Linked DNA regions of Columba livia: region 1 is linked to region 2. The links are chromatin contacts, called in public Hi-C maps. All regions are on one chromosome and are shown on one strand. Each heading gives the region's core, a stretch centred on a gene start, on an enhancer-like site or on the middle of the called end of the contact. The rest is flanking DNA. Distances are from core to core; before and after follow the strand shown. Region 1 holds the start of FIGLA (folliculogenesis specific bHLH transcription factor). Region 2 holds the start of ANTXR1 (ANTXR cell adhesion molecule 1).

Region 1 (2,700 bases), core at 97-2,596, 360 kb after region 2:
TTGCTGGGGGGGCTCTGCCCTTTCCCCCCCACCCATTCACCGCTCCCACGAGCTTGCAAGGCCGCCGTGCTTTTGGGGGGCTGTGTTGGCAGAAACAGAAAATAGAGGGGAAAAGGAAAGGAAAATAAACCTGTCTGGCTTTGCAGCATCTTCATCTGCTGCAGATTCTGTCCTGTGTTTGCTGCGAGCAGGGGTTGATAACTCTGGTCCCTAATAACTGCAACTCCTGATAATCATGGTCCCTAATAACTGTGATCCCTAAAACACGACCCCTAATAACCCCAACCCCTAATAACCGTGACCCCCAAAAAAATGGTCCCTAACAACAGTGACCCCTAAACAATGTGGTCCCTAAACAACGTGGTCCCTAATAACCATGACTTTTAATAGCTGTGACCTCTAAAAAGCACAGTGACCTAATAACCCTGAGCCCTGATAACCTTGACCCCTAATAACCCTGACCCAAATAACCTTGACCACTAGTAACCTTGATCCCTAGTAACCTTGACCCCTAATTTCCCCCCACCCCAGTCTCCCCACTCCCCCTTGGGGCGCGATTCCTACAAACCCCAATTGCACCAGCAGCCCCCAAACCCTCCATCTCCCACCCCCGTGGAGCCTCCCCCAAATTCCCATTTTCCCCTCAATTTTTAAGCCACAAACAGCCAAACTGGAGCAACTTTCCCAGCTGTAAAACAAGGGGAAAGGAGCAAACACCCACTGTTGTGGGGGTGGATTTTGGCAGCCCCCAATTTCCCCTTGGATGCTTCTAATGAGTAAAAGTGACCAAACAAGCACAGACCTTCTTTTGTGGGGGGGGTTTTAAACCCACCTGCCCTCGGATTAACATGTCAGATCTGCTCCCCCAGATCGGGGCAGTAATAACGTGATTATCCGGATCTGGCTGCAGGCAGGGAAGCTCATTACAGAGCATTAAAGAGGGAAAAATTGGGTTTTCTGAGGTTCTAATAAAAGCTCGTTTGCCTTCCAGGTGTCCGCGAGGCTCGTTTGGGGGCTTACTTGTGGGTTTCTTTGCAATATGCTCCTCCAGCCTTGCTCTCTGACCATGGTTTTGGTGGCAAAAGGGGAATTATCCCATTTTTCCGGCCGTGCCGAGGTTTCGGCGTTGCCCGGACTAACACCGCCATCTACCGAAACACCGTTATTATAATACACCCTCATATTTCCATTTTCCTCACCCAAAACAGTTTCTTTCCTGCATTTTTAGGGACACACGAAGCCCCCAACCAAACCCCTGGTTCTGCAGGACAACACCGCTGCCCATCCCCAGCCTGGCCTTGTCCCCTGCCGGTGCTCCAGGGGACAATTTTGGGTCGCTTTTTGGGTCAAAGTGGCATTTGCAGGCACTAAGTGGGGAAACTGAGGCACAGCCGAGCCCCCACCCCCTCGTTAGCCCAGCTGGGCCGCACCTGCAGCTCGTTGGGGTATTTAAGGCTCTTCTTTAGGTATTTTCTTGGGTTTAGGGAGAGCTGAGCTTGTGGTGTGGGATTTGTGGCTTCTCTAGGGATGGGGGAGCCCAGTGGTTTTGGGGGGCAGGTGCTGGGGGTTGTGCTGCCCACGCCGGCCCCCGAGGTGCTGGAGCTGGTGCTGCGGCAGCGCCACGGCCCCCTGCCCCGCGCCGCCGCCATCGCCCGCCTGCGCCGCGGCCCGGCCGGCGGCTACGAGCACACCGGGGACCCCGCCGAGGCGCTGGAGCGACGGCGAGCGGCCAACGCCAAGGAGCGTGAGAGGGTGAGGGCGCCCCCAAAAACACCCTCTGCACCCCCAAAAATACCAAACCATGCAGGGTTGGGTGCAAATTGTGGGAGGCAAATGTCTCATGGTGGTGGCACTCGGGGTCACCTTGAGTCGGGGACACCCTGAGGTTGCTCGGTAGCAGGTTATGGGGGGTCCTGCATTTGGGGGGCCCTGGGTTGATCCTAGAGAGCCCGGTTTAATCCTGGGGCCCTGGTTTAAACCTGGAGACAGAGTTTAATCCTTAGGGGGCCCAATTTAGTCCAGGGACACAGTTTAATGCTGGAGGAGGCCCCGCTTTAATTCTGGGGACCCAGTTTAATGCTGGGGGCACAGTTTAGTCCAGGGACACAGTTTAATGCTGGAGGAGGCCCTGCTTTAATTCTGAGGACCCAGTTTAATGCTGGGGGCACAGTTTAATCCTGGAGGGGCCCAATTTGGTTCAGGGCCACAGTTTAATGCTGGAGGAGGCCCTGCTTTAATCCTGGGGGCACAGTTTAATCCTGGAGGGGTCCAGTTTAGCCCGGGGGCACAGTTTATGCTGGAGAAGGCCCTGCTTTAATTCTGGGGACCCAGTTTAATGCTGGAGAGGTCCCAGTTTAATGCTGGGGGCACAGTTTAGTCCGGGGACACAGTTTAATGCTGGAGGAGGCACTGCTTTAATCCTAGGGACCCAGTTTAATGCTGGGGACACAGTTTAATTCTGGAGGGGTCTCGGTTTAATGCTGAATGGACCCCTGTTTAATCCTGGGGACACAGTTTAATCCTGAGGGGCCCTGGTTTAGTCCTGGGGACCCAGTTTTATCCTGGGTGAGGCCTGGTTTAATGGTGGAGACTCAGTTTAATGTGAGTGGGGGGCCTCGATTTAATTCTTTGGGGGGGACCAGTTTAATCCTGGGGACACAGTTTAGTTTTAGTCCTGGTTTAATGCTGAGGATCCAGTTT
Region 2 (2,700 bases), core at 130-2,629:
GCCATTTCTTTGTATGAGCTATGATTTCTTTCTGACAGTAATTGCAATGTATGGAGCAAGAGACTTGAGAAATTGCCTTTCTTAGATTCCAGATCAATAAATATGTATGTGTGTGAAAAGTTTAAACTCATGAAGGAAGTCCAAGTTATGTTTATATCACGGGCCATGGTAATTTCTGCAGGTGTGGAGTGCTTTATTCAGCTTTATTCACCATCTGAAACATTTTCGTTGAAATAAACAGTTTCATCAAAATAATTTCCTGTCAATCTGCTGATTTTCTTAATTTTTCAATGCTATTTTGCTTCACTGTAACACAGAGGCTTGGTTACCATTACTTCAAAGAAACTTCCTGGAGGTTTGACGTATTAATTTGATGCTATTTACTACTATATTTTATTAGTTTTTTTTCACATATGTCAAATGCCGTGTGTCAGAGTGCTGTGATACTGGTCCCACAGGAAAGCGGAACTTTTTGTATCTGCATAGTTGGTGATTAAATCTCATACATTCACAATAAGCATCTAAATGAGCTTCTGAGCATTGAGTGGTCTGTCAGAAGGAAATCCCATATTCCAGTACTAACCAACGAAGCAAAGTGTCTGCTGCTTACAGACCACAGGAATTTGTCATATCACATTCTGGCAGGTTTCTTGCACTGACGGGGCTCTCATGACATTTCACAATGATAATAATTATTCAGATTTCAATGGATTCAAATTTAGACTGCCGAGGAAGAGAAGGGGACTCAAAAAGAGATTGCTGAGCAGAGACGTGGCAGCCAAGCCCCCGGTGAACCTGAAGAGACGGCAATACTGGGACTCTCAAACTCTCCATGTCTGCACATAGACAGATAGATATTCTTAACAGCGCAGAAATGTGGAGCTGCTCACCTTGCAAGAAAAGATCCTGCTCAACAAGGAGGAGGCCCAAGCTTTACCACTAAACACAACTTCCATGATCTACAAACATCACTTCAGAAACTCGGGCTGCCTGGAAAAACTGCTCTTCACCCTTCCTCGTTTAATTGAAACTGTCCTTTCAATTGCAAAGGCCACCCATTAGCATTACAAAGTCACAGGACTTTCTCCTCAGTTCTGCTGCGCTGCTTTTCTCACATTCAGGATGCTGAGACAGCCTGATCTCTGAGGGAATTTTTTTTTGTTTTAAGCAGAAGAAGAGATATTCTCATTCGAGACACCAACAAGACGCCTAACAAGAGTCTTTTGCGAACAAAAATACTTAAACTGCTGTAAGCGAATGAAGCGGAACGCGACAAGTGCGGGGCTGGCCCTGCGGGTCCCTGCGGCGCAGCAGCCCCGGCCCCGCCGCCGCCTCAGCCGCCTCTTCCCGCCTTTTGTCCCGCCCCTTTTTCTCCCCTCAGGGCCCGGCGGCCCCTCAGCGTCTCCCGCCGCCGCTGCCCCTGCCCTGCGCCGCGCTGGCGGGACTGCGAACGGGGACTTTATACCGCAAAAACACTCTTCTCTAAAATAATGTGTGTTGACAAGTCATTCTGGAACCTTTTCAGTGATTCTCTGTCACAGGGTCAGTTTGCACACAAAAGGAAACTGAATACCCAGACCTTCACCCTGAAGTATTCATGACCCTCCCTCGCTGAACAACAGACGGCTCCTCGGCCAATGAGATGCCCAGGCCCAGAGAAGCCTCTGGACCATGCGTGTACTTATCACAGCCAGATCGACCTGGCTTTATTATAAAACGGGGCTGCAGCCACAGCTCGCTTGGAGTTGTGTTCTGGGAGCAGCAGGACTCCCAGCAGAGCCCTCTCCTGCCATCAGGGACGCCATCTGAGGAGCCTTCCTGGGATGGAGAGCCCTCACTTTCTCTTTGGTGAGTGATTTCCTTCTGGATATATCCTTGAGTGAGCCCTTACCCACGCCAGCCCATCAATTATTTCTTCTGGGCGCCGTTGAGTGAAGGAGGCCTCTTCTTTTTGTGAGTGCATTCCAGCATGATGTGGCTCATTCTTCTTGTGTGCTGGTATGGTAATAATATGTCCAACTGGTATATTGAACGCGCAGCTTATTAAATGTTGCTGGAGTGCTGAATACTTTAGGATAAATTCCATTTCTAGGTGGTTTCTCTACTAAGCAGTTCTGGTTAGAATGTTTGGAGCTTATCACCTGCCTATGTTGATTTCTGGGTGTTTCTGTGACAGGCCGTTAGAGGCTAAAACTGTAGTAAGGTGTGTTCACTGTTGCTCAAAACCTTAACTTAAAGATTATTTCATCTGTTCTAACGAAGATGGCAGGATGCCCTGGGTTACCCAGTGAATACAAATCTCTCTCTCAGAACACCAGCCGTGCAACATCCCGCAGTTTCTGTTCCCCTCCCACCCGTCTCCAGAGGTTTATTCTGCAGCAGTTGGGGAGGAGACAGAGTTCACTTTGGCCCATCTCAGGCCAAAGCAGCTGATTTCCCTGCCTTAGCACACACCAGTCCTAGCAGGGAGCAGAAGGAAACTTTTTAGTAGTAGTGTGTGCATTTTATTGCAAACATACATGAACAAAAAGGAAACTTCAGCTGGCTTACAAACCAAAGAAACTTCTCAGAGCCACAGAAATACACCTGCAATACCTATGGGATTTCTTTTTAAATCCTGCAGGATTATGTGAAATGTAGTCAGTATAGCTGAATATTTGATTCTGCTCCCTCCTGCAGGCCACGTGAGCTTATCCTTTT

Evidence for each region. Hi-C and Micro-C count contacts between places; a contact is called where the count stands out from the background.
Region 1: a Hi-C map of liver shows a contact between it and region 2, with 2.6 times the contacts expected there. The contact joins the promoter of FIGLA here to the promoter of ANTXR1 in region 2. A contact is called at or near these places in 2 of 2 Hi-C or Micro-C datasets (crop and liver).

The regions. Positions count from the first base shown.
Region 1 is chr25:4,622,128-4,624,827 of bColLiv1.pat.W.v2, forward strand. It overlaps FIGLA (folliculogenesis specific bHLH transcription factor), which reads left to right and starts at 1,347. Exons shown (of 5, transcript XM_065041122.1): 1 at 1,347-1,752. The coding sequence starts at 1,528.
Region 2 is chr25:4,265,710-4,268,409 of bColLiv1.pat.W.v2, forward strand. ANTXR1 (ANTXR cell adhesion molecule 1) reads left to right here and starts at 1,380. Exons shown (of 18, transcript XM_065040687.1): 1 at 1,380-1,848.